3 separate regions of the Sus scrofa genome follow, and regions 1 and 2 are each linked to region 3. Evidence: chromatin contacts called from public HiChIP or PLAC-seq data. All regions are on one chromosome and are shown on one strand. The core of a region is the stretch at or near the end of the contact, and the rest is flanking DNA. Distances in the headings are between cores, read along the strand shown.

Region 1 (3,838 bases), core at 492-2,991, 510 kb after region 3:
GAAAGTTCTTCTTCAATGATTATTCTGCCCACAACTTATGACATAAATCTGACCATAAATGCATACCAATTTTGGCTCCAGCGGGATCAACAAAAACAAGATATTGAACTCCAAGGGGTAACTCCTTTTTTTTCAGCTTTTCTGACAGCTGTTGCTTATATGCAAGCTCCTGTTTTTCATCAGCTGCTGTTATTGCAACAATATCCCAGAATTCTCCAGCTGCCACAGGTTTGCCTATGTGGAAGAAGCAAGGAAATGGTAAATATTATCAGAATTCTCTAGCTGTTGCAGGTTTACCTATTTGGAAAGAGGGAGAAAAGAGGTAACAATCTCTCTGTAAATGTATCTTCTGCTTTTGAAATTAGGGAATAATGAGTGGCCACCTAATAAGATTCATAGTTCTGCTAAGAATTATTCACAAACTCTAGGGTTTTTGTTTTGTTTTTTTCTCCTTTAGATTACTTGCTCCTTTTACGGTCTTAGTGCCATTTTTTTAGATTTTCTGAAAGTTGTAATGTTTCTTGTCTAAGAGAAGTAGTTTAACTTGTCAAAGATGAACTCAATTCTTAAATAAAAAGAGGAAACAAAGGAATAAATGAATCTCAAGCTTTGAAAATCATTTTTCACAACAAGGACCACTTAATGTTTGTTGGCTGAGAAAGATTAAACCCAAGGATCCATTTCTACAATGCTGCTGTTTATAAATGTGGGTATTTTATTTTTTATTACCTTAAGATGAGTCATGCAAGTTTACAAAGGCTACTAGAGAATGACACCAAATTCTGGATAACAGAAAAGTTCCTAACTCCCTAATGAACACATTAAAAGACAGAATGAACTTTCGGTTGACAGTTGCAAGCTCTTCTTGATAAACGAGATGAATAAAGTTTTTTATTAGTTAACAAATAAGAACTTGTTAATCTGATGTTCCTAAACCTTTTACCATCATCAAGTATTATTTCCTCTATTTTTAAGGTAGTAACGTCAAGAAAAATATAACCAATTAGAAAGTTGTACAAGAAACAAGTGGTACAGTCTTAATTTTTTTTGCAACAAATTTACCCCTTTTAATTTTTAATTCTTAATTTCTCCATATTGTTTCATTTTTCACTTTGTAAGTGTTCACATTATGGAGCAAACTGGTTAAGTAGGTAGGGGGTGGAAGATAGTTACAATCAGATTTGTAAGGGTTAAAACACAATGTTTCCTGTCTTTTAGGTTTATTTAAAATAGCTTTTTGTTTTTAATGAACTAAACAAGTGAGTAACTTGGATTTATAACTTCACTAGTTAGAATATTGTTTTTCTTCTCCCTCCTCCCTTTTAAATACGCATATATACATATACACACATATACATATATACATATACACACATATATGTATATACGATTAGCATAAACATGAAGAAAGTAACATTAGGTATCACAGTGGTAGAAGTACAGTGATAGAAGAATAAAAATCTCAGTAGGAGGCTTAGCTAAGCCGGCACCAGCGCCCTAGGCCCGCAAAAGGAAGTGCTAGTCCAGCAAATATCCCAGCACGAAAAGCACCCTCCCTGTTCTTTGCCGAGGAGAGCTGGGGTTCCTTCTTTGGTACCTCTCAGCTCTGAAAATCTCCGCAACCTTCGCTGGGTGGCTTCTTGCAAAGATACGCCTAAAGGGGCACTTGCGGCTGCCATAGCTCACTCCCCGCAAAACTGCTGAAGACTTCCAGGTATCCCGCAGCCCAACACCGCACGCATGCGTCCTGGAACGTAACCGCGTCTTTGGTCCGGTTTCGCCTCTGTCCCGCCCCCTACGTGCGTCTCTCACGTAACCACGCCCCCGAAGCTCTCTGGCCTACCTGGGGAAAAAACAAGACCCGGCGAGCCCGAAGGTTTGCCTTGTTACCCTAGCAACGGTGTCTGGAACGGATAGATGGCCACCTAGCGATTTGTCCGAACTTGTGGGGTCTGGGCCGCTTGTTCCCAACTTTTAAGGCCTTGCAGCCCTGAAGACCCGGTGAGTGGTTCCGGCCGGGCGACGAAATTGCGAGAACTGATCCACTTAAGGAGAGGTCGAAATTACACCCCAGCTGCTAGCGTTCTCTCAAAAGAGATTCGTCCTTTGAAACGCTTGGTTTGTTTTAACCAGGAGCAGTTCCCAAGGACCTCTTGACAGTTAATTTCTGCCTCCTGGGTCGTCTTATGAAGTCATCTGCAGCAACCCCAGTTCCAGTTACACAGTCAGAACTTTTAAAATCTGTATTTCAGGAACCATAGCTTTGTGGCTTCTCTTCCCTTGCTGTTACTAAAGAGTAAGCCTCTCTACCTCTCTCAGTTTTAAGATCACTTAATAGGCTTTGAGAAGTTGTGTAAAATTTTGCAGTCAGGCCCTTATACTTTGTGAGATTTTGGTTGTTTCTCTGGCATCCTTTTGTATACAGAGGTTAATCTAGAACTTTCCATAGCATTTGGAGGAATAGTCAGCCCTATTGGATGTTTTTGGTAGCTATAAATAGGTACATTTCTTCTCTTGTAAAGCATCAAGTTTATGATGATTTTCACAGGTTATTCTAGTCATCTTTGCACATAAGAGAGCTATGAATCAGAGGATAGTGACATAGTCAAGGTTTCACAATTAGTAAGTAGTAGAGGGAAAATTTAAACAAGGTATTCCAAACTCAGAAATCATTCTCCCACACAATACAATTTAGCTTATTTGAAAAACTTGTCTTCATTAAAGTTTTCATTAGGAACATAGGCATTCAAGTCCTTAACAAGTTCTTACCATGAACTTAACTTAGTTTTTTCTTCTAAAGACTTTGGTATTTAATTCTGTACTTAGAAAGCATTTGAGGTAAAAGAGAGATTACTCTCATAGTTTTATTGTTTAAAAGCTTCTTTTTTGTTAATAAAACTTTAAAAAACCAAACATTATTAAGAACACTTGGAAAATATAGAAGAGGAGTGAAAAAAAGGGAAAGTATTAAGAGAAAAGGTGGGGGAGATGACAACAGCCTAAAGAAAGGATTTTTTTTTTCTCCTAATTGAAACAAAGCCATTGCAGGGTTTTTAGGTATCTTCCCTTGTGTTTGAAAGGAGCTCACAGAAATGTACAAATAGACTGTAGTGGAGGGCAGAGCAAGGATGGAAATAGGGAGAATGGATTGGAGGCTATAGCAGCTGCCAAATAGGTGAGAGTGGTGAAGCCTTGGCCAGGATGCTAACAGTGAGGGTGAGAAGTTGGTTAGAGTCTGGATATATGTCTGAAGGCATAATTAATACCATTTGCTAATGGAGTGGCTGTGGAATGTGAAGGAAAGAGAGGAGTTAAGGATAACTTTCTGAAGTATAGAGAGGCCATTAATTGAGATACGGAGAGAGGGACAGTTATTGAGTTAGTAGGGAGAGTCCAGAAATTTGGTTTGAGATGTGTTGAATAAACAGATGTACATGTATGCAGGGCATATGTAATGGGCGTTTGTTTGTATATGTGTTTGTTTGCATTATAGGGGAGCCTGGAGTTTGTGAGACAGGTCTGGGCTGGAGATCTAGTTTTAGGAATTGTCAGCATATGGAATTAATTTTTAAACTATGAAACTAGATGAGATCTTTAGGAAAGAATGGTCAGTAGAGCCTATAATCTTATGGGGTTGTACGTACTAATGAGCTAAAGTAAGTATTGAAAAAGGTAACAAATAAGAAAAACTTCAGGTAGTGCTAAGAACTGTGATGGACTAAAATAGGGTGATGTAATAGACTCTATCAGATTGTTAAAAGTATGCTGGAGCATTTCTTGGACCTGGGAAGGTTTACTGTAAAAATGGATGTTATTTTTTTTTTATATTATATTACAT
Region 2 (3,594 bases), core at 864-3,363, 900 kb before region 3:
ACGGTCAGACCCCAATAGATTCCACTCATTCTCAGATATTCAGACATACAGTATTCCTAAAATATAGAATTACTTTACTGTGTTAGTTTGAATTGATGCCAGCTTAGATACTGAACACACAAAGCCCTACAGCCACTGTTACACCGGTAAAATATCTACTTCCAATTAAGTTGTTCATTAATTTTTTCTAAGACTGTCCCAGAGAGGAAAACTTGGAAAGCCATTCTTCAGGGCTGAACTTTTTCAAGGTCTCAGAGTAATTCTAGAGCTTTAGTGTTACTACACATCACTGTAAACTCAGGTAATACATGCCAACACATCATTGACCTTGAAAATATTGTCTAAACTACAAAAATAGTAATCTAGTCCGTACTTCATAATTCATACAGATCTGGGCCGAATGGGAATCTACTTTGCCTACCAAAGTAAGAAACATGGTTAATTCCCATGGTCCCTCAACAGATATCCAAAGGTGCATTCACTATACTCAAGGATACAGCTTCAGGCTTTGGCACGCAGGAGTTAGATACCAACATGGTCCATACTGATCTATTTACAGAATGGTCTACATCTTTAAGAGTATAAACTTTTCAACATAAAAGCATACATACGTAATCATCTTTCTTTGAGCCATAGGATGCAATATAATCTGCATGCTTCTCCAGGAATAGGGTGTCAGGTGCATCTGACTTGATAATGACATCCTTCTGCGGTGTACCCTTCCACAATAAATTGATTTCATAAGTTATCTCTTAATATTTGACCCCAGAGCATGTGTTCAATATACATCTGAACTTTTTATTTCGTGTTGCCAAATGAAAACTTTCAATTTAAAATTATCTGGCCAAGAAAAACCAAGGCACTAAAGTCCTTCATAAAGATCCAAGTATTTTTCAGGTCTCAGAGTAATTCTAGAGCTAAAGTAGTACTAATCAACTTTAGATTCAGAATACATGCCAGCTCATCATCGACCCAAAAATACTACCTTCATCTGTCTTTATCTTTCACACAGAACACCAAAATAAAATAAAAATCTATTTATTCCATAATTTGAGTTAAGTGCTTTAATGAAGTTTAACTCTAGAAATTGTATAAATTCTGGGAACTTCGAAGCACCTTCCATATACCTCAAAGGTTATTTATCAAGGAAGCAGTCCCTTTAGACTCACCTTCTCCAGCTTTAGCCTGTTTCCCCAAATGCAACAAGTCCCCAAGGGACGAGAATGCTGCTCTAGTTATCCACATTTCTGATCTATATCTAAGACTGTACTTTACTGTTTTATTTGAAGTAGGTCACAACAGTTATCAATAATAAAATAGTGAATTTCTCAGAGTTCCCGTTGTGGCTCAGCAGAAAGAATCCAACTAGCATCCATGAGGATGTGGGTTCGATCTCTGGCCTTCCTCATTGGGTTAGGGATCAGGCACTGCTCCGAGTTGTGTAGGTCGCAGATTAGGCCTGGATCCCACATTGCTGTGGCTGTATCATAAGCCAGCAGCTACAGTTCTGATTGGACCCCTAGCCTGGTAACTTTCCTATGCCATGGATGCAGCCCTAAAAAGAAAACAAAACAAAACAAAAAAATAATAGTCAATTTCTTGTCTAGCCCATTGCCCATTAAAATTTACTAGGTCAACAAGATCGTACCGCTAATCATTCTAAAGATCTTAAATAATTCTTTTTTAATTTTATTACTCCATTTATTACATTGGATAATAATTCTAACGCATACATATATATATATATATATATATGCTTCAACCTACATATAGAAGGAAAAAGGTACTACCGACTTGCCCAGTTTTTAGGAGGAAATTAAGAAATCCGGTTGTTGAACCAGGAGGCCCGACCGATAGCAGGAAGTCTGAATAAAATCAGAGGCGGCAACGACGCATGCAAGGCCTGCAGAAAACGCTGAATAATACTTCACCCTCTCTCCCGCTCTCAAAAATACTCCCAAGACCTCTATCTTAACGCGACCATTCTCCAATATTTAGTAAACAACCCACCGGTGACTAAAATGCTTAATATCACCCTTCCCAGGCTCCTCCCGAGCCATCCGGACAGCAATGCAATACACGTCCACACTCACCATGTCTGACAGCGAAAAGAGAACTTGGCTCTTTCGTGGGCGGATTTAGGCAGCACGCGCCTGCCCAGAAGCGTCTCTCAGGTCCCCTCCGCGCCCAGACTTAGGTGACCACATTCCCGCCTGAAGGAAAGAGGGATCCCGAGGCTGCTCTAGGACCCCATCGGCTGCTCATGGCTGTCCTCGCTGCCTGTGCTTAAAGTCTCTAAGCCCGTTTTCTTGTCCCTTAAACACCGCCGTTTTATCTAAAACTGTTTTAAGTAATGTTTAAATATCTGCATAACTTTTAAGAAATCGTTTATTGTTGAGGATCTTTGAAATGCCTGGTAATAAATAGAGTTGCACCGTAATTACGTGTGCAATAAATATTCACATTCAGCTCTTATTAGCTAACTCTCACCTACTCCCTCCTCTTTCAGGAAGTTCTAATATTTGCAATATTTGGAGATTGTTTTTGAAAAGGAAACACCGTTATGCTTCTTATAAGCTTTCCATCGAATTCAGCTTTGCTAGGTGTGTTAATGCAGCTATTTGTAACTGTGCTTTCTTAGGACTTTAATCCTTAAAAGTATTTTGAGCACCTACCAGAAAATACTGGCACCTACTCTTAAATTTTTTTTTTTTTCAGGAGTTCCCATCATGGCGAAGCAGAAACAAACCCAACTAGGAACCACGAGGTTGTGGATTATATGCCTGGCTTCGCTCAGTGGGTTAAGGATCCAGCGTTGCCTCCACTGGAGGTGTGGTGTAGGTCGCAGACCTTGCTCCGCTGGGATCTGGCTTGCCTGTGGCGTAGGCTGGCAGCTATGGCTCCAATTAGACCCCTAACGTGGGAACGTCCATATGCCAAGGGTGTGGCCCTCAAAAGACGAAAAAAAAAAACCTGAAAAGTAAGAATTTGGGGAAGAATTCCTTACGCAGAGATATGTGTGAGCTATCAATAACTGAGAAAATATTGAATCCACTATGATGATAGATTTCATTATTTCTCTCTTAGTTCAATTGCTATCCCCAGGTATAGTTTGAGGCTAGGATAACATGTATTACTAAATGCATGTTAAGTTTAGAACTATCTATTTCTGGTGAGTCAAGCCACTTATCATTAAGTGATGATGTTTCTAGCCCTAATAATTTTTATCTTAAAAATTATTCCTTGGGAGTTCCCGTCATGGCTCAGTGGAACCATGAAGTTGTGGGTTTGATCCCTGGCCTCGCTCAGTGGGTTGAGGATCCGGCATTGCCGTGAGCTGTGGTGTAGACTGCAGACATGGCTCAGATCTTGCACTGCTGTGGCTCTGGCCTAGGCCTGAAGCTACAGCTTGGATTCGACCCCTAGCCTAGGAACCTCCATATGCTGTCAGTGTGGCCCCAGAAAAGACCCCTCCCCCCAGAAAAATTCTTCTTTGGAGTTCCTGTCGTGGCTCAGTGGTTAACAAACCTGTCTACTATCTGTGGGTTCACAGGTTTGATCCCTGGCCTTGCTCAGTGTGTTAAGGATCCTGCA
Region 3 (3,408 bases), core at 65-2,564:
AAATTACCCCATTTCCTCTACATAAAATCCCTATGAAGTGGATACTCTTTATTATTCTTAGTTCATGGAACAGGAAGGGCCTATGTTTAGATAATTTCCCTAAATTCACATAGCCAGTAATTCGCATAACTGGTTTAGAATCTAGCAGTATCACTCGAAAGCCTGAGGGACTAACCACTATCTCAGACTATATACTACTGTACGCTTCAGGTAAGGTAAAAATTACCAGAGCTGTAACAACGGAGTGAACCACTAGGAGGCAGCCAGCTTCTTAATCAAGACAAACTACAAAAAGTTCACAATGATTTTGTTGAGCGGTTGACAAGAAGACAGACGCCTTGCCAAGCTGTAAAGTTTTAAAATTCCCTTAGTATTCCTCTAACTTTTGCAATCTAGAGCATCCCCAGGCCAACAGTTCCAGCATCACCTGGGGGCTTGTTAGAAATGCAGATTAGGCCCTTCCTAAACCTACTGAACCAGAATGTATTTTTAAATATCTCCAAGTGATTAAAAGACACATTAAAATGTTAGAAACACTGGTCTAAGTAACCCTCTCGTTTGCCTTGATAAAGAAACCAAGAAATTGCAATTGTGGAGCAGCGGAAACGAACCCCACTAGTATCCACGAGAATGCGGGTTCATCCCTGGCCTCTCTAGGTGGTGGGGATCCATAGTTGCAGTGAGCTGCGGTGTAGGTGGCAGACGCGGCCCGGATCTAGTGTTGCTGCGGCTGTGGTGTAGGCCGGCAGCTGCAGCTCCGATTTGACCCCTACCCTGGGAATTTCCGTATACCGCGAGAGCGATCCTAAAAAGCGGTGTGTGTGTGGGGGGGGGGTGGTGACCGAGACCACGAATCAGAAGGACAAAGCCAAACAAAGTGTTACACTGAGTAGGCACGGGGCTCCCGGTTTTGCACACTACAAGGCAGCCGCTGCAAAGACATCAAGAAGGGTCCTCACCTGCTCTAGAAGGATGATGCGGCCAGCGCAGGAACTGGTAGTGAAAAACTGTTCTCGACCATTCAGGAGCTGCACGATCTCTACCACATCCTCGTCCACACAGCCCTTCCGGCTGAAGTCCGCTTTGCTTAGACACTGCGCCTTCCATCTCTTGAACTCTGCCCTCCGATCCATACGACGAGAGAGCTAGGGTCTGTACTTTCACGTTAGCCTAGCCTTTCCCTGGGTGCAGCCATATTGTAGCAGCCAGTGGTGGCCGAAAAGGTCCAAACTACCTTTTCGGGCCCGCCCCTGGGGGCGGGGCGAGGTGGAGCCTGAAATCACAGCGCCGGCCGGGCCCGCCCCTTTCCCGCCTGACATCTGAGGGAATTGTCGCAAGTTTTGGTTTCTCACTCTAGACCCGGGTAAGTGGTTAAAGGAGTTTCCCCGCCGCTGGTCCTAAAGGAGCCGAGCTGAATTTTGACTGCACTCCTGCCCCGTATTCCGTCTTCCAGGGGAATCGGTGAATATGGAGTTGGTGGCTAAAGTCGTTCCCTTCCAGGGGCTGCAAGTCACCAAGGCAGTTTTACTTGCTGGTCCTGGGGGCTCAGCTTTACTTTCCAGCAAGGGTCATCGTTTCCGCCCCACTGCTGGGTGCCCGTTGATACTCCCCCGGCCTGCTCCCCGCTTGACTTCCCTGCACCCCTGCCCGGGCTGTGATTTCCTGCGGCCGCGCGCGGCCGCTGTGGCCCCCAGCCCACCGCCAGCTGGAGGAGCCCATTTCTCCTTTCGAGTTCCCATTGCTTTTCTGTCAGGCCTTTGCTCTTGCTTTGCTTTCAGAGTTGCCGTCTTACTTTTGGAGAGAAATGTGTTGATTTTTTTCACCACCACCCTCGTGGCCCCCAACGGGGAGGATCTTCAGAAGAATTAAAATTACATAATACTCTGTTAACATCGTTAAATATTAAACCAGTTCTTAGAGAAGACTTATCTCAGAGACCAAGGAAGGTGTGTTAATGATTGAACCACTTCAAGGCTAAAGTTTGCACTGTTTGTCCTCAGCAAGTGGAAATGGTTGCGTGATTCCCACCCGAAGCCACTGGGAAGCGCCACGCCTGTCTGGTCAGCAGAAATAAATTCCCCTGAGCTCTGCTCCCCCAGCTCTGCCAGTTGCAGAAGTCTTTTCATCAGAATACCTGGAGGGGTTTCGAATAATTATCTATTCAGCTCCTCCTCCACCCCTTCCTATCTGAAGTAGGGTCTGAGATCCAGGTCAGTGAAGTTACCTGACAAGGTCACCTAGCCAGAAGAGTTTTGTCTACTTTTAATTTTTTTCTAGGTTAAGACTAATAAATAATATACATACCCAAGTAATTCTTAATCAACAGAGGCACATTTTGTAATGATTGATTTTTCTTTACAAGTTTTTTTTTTTGCTAGATATTCTGATTTAAGTGTTATTTAAGAATTTCTTTTGCTTTTCTCATAATGTGCTTTTGCTTCAGCTTTGTGAACTGATCTGTTCATTCTGTGTTAAAATGGATTTCCAACAATTTCCGCTCCCTTTAATTTTCATTTAAGCATAGCTTGGAAGAGACCACTGAGAACAAATTTTAAATTCTGTTTTTCCTCCATTTGCAAAGTATGCTTGGCAACCTTCCATAGATGAAAAGTAAAACCAAACGTTAAACCAAGGTGCTGTAAATAATTCTTTATATTTGATAAATAGAAAAACCCATTTCAAGTTGAGCTTAATTAAAAACACACACACAGTGTGACAAGCGTGCTACTGACTGCACATGATTTATTCTGAAGAGTAGAGCTTAGAGCAGCCAGGCTGTTCTGAAGCACTCACCATGTGCTGTTGCAGTTAGTCTTCACAGGGATCCTCTGCTAGGGAGTGTTGGCCCCATTTTACAGATAAGGTAATTGTCAGTTTTCCTAATGGAATCACATCCTGTGTATCACTAGTAGATCCCTTAATTTATGGGCATTTGAAAATTTTCAGGGAGTTTCCATGATGGCTCGGTGGTAACAAACCCAACTAGTATCCATGAAGATGTGGGTTTGATCCCTGGCCTCGCTCAGTGGGTTAAGGATCCAGCATTGCTGTGAGCTGTGGTGTAGGTCACAAATGTGGCTTGGATCCTGCCTACACTGCTGTGGCTTTGCTGTAGGCCGCCAGCTACAGCTCTGATTTGACCCCTAGCTTGGGTACTTCCATATGCTACAGGTGCTGCCCTAAAAAGCTCAGTCCATCTCATTATCATTGTTACAAATTATGTATCTAAGAAATTAAAGGTCCTCAATGCCAGTATTTCAAAAGGTGAGATAAAAAGGATTGTACAGTAAAGGAAAAAAATACCTAACAACATTTAAGATGTGGGACTTGGGTTCCTACTCTGCTTCAGTGTGTCCCTGGTAAGTCTTTTTAACCCCTTGAATATTTTCTCTTACATACAATGGATAG

What was found. HiChIP or PLAC-seq counts read pairs in DNA pulled down with a chosen protein or histone mark.
Region 1: an H3K27ac HiChIP or PLAC-seq map of alveolar macrophages shows a contact between it and region 3. The contact joins the promoter of FPGT here to the promoter of CRYZ in region 3. A contact is called at or near these places in 1 of 5 promoter capture datasets (liver), 1 of 47 Hi-C or Micro-C datasets (skeletal muscle) and 1 of 2 datasets of contacts at active chromatin or transcription factors (alveolar macrophages).
Region 2: a contact with region 3 is called in an H3K27ac HiChIP or PLAC-seq map of alveolar macrophages. The contact joins the promoter of RABGGTB here to the promoter of CRYZ in region 3. A contact is called at or near these places in 1 of 5 promoter capture datasets (liver), 1 of 47 Hi-C or Micro-C datasets (heart right ventricle) and 1 of 2 datasets of contacts at active chromatin or transcription factors (alveolar macrophages).

What each region holds. Positions count from the first base shown.
Region 1 is chr6:138,948,599-138,952,436 of Sscrofa11.1, forward strand. FPGT (fucose-1-phosphate guanylyltransferase) reads right to left here and starts at 1,742. Exons shown (of 4, transcript NM_001204852.1): 1 at 1,598-1,742; 2 at 67-234. The coding sequence starts at 1,679. It overlaps LRRIQ3 (leucine-rich repeat and IQ domain-containing protein 3), which reads left to right and starts at 1,687. Exons shown (of 6, transcript XM_021096482.1): 1 at 1,687-2,001.
Region 2 is chr6:137,532,019-137,535,612 of Sscrofa11.1, forward strand. RABGGTB (Rab geranylgeranyltransferase beta subunit) reads right to left here and starts at 2,114. Exons shown (of 11, transcript NR_145513.1): 1 at 2,094-2,114; 2 at 612-719; 3 at 1-56.
Region 3 is chr6:138,434,091-138,437,498 of Sscrofa11.1, forward strand. CRYZ (crystallin zeta) reads left to right here and starts at 1,315. Exons shown (of 10, transcript NM_001044584.1): 1 at 1,315-1,363. It overlaps TYW3 (tRNA-yW synthesizing protein 3 homolog), which reads right to left and starts at 1,205. Exons shown (of 6, transcript NM_001044583.1): 1 at 960-1,205. The coding sequence starts at 1,133.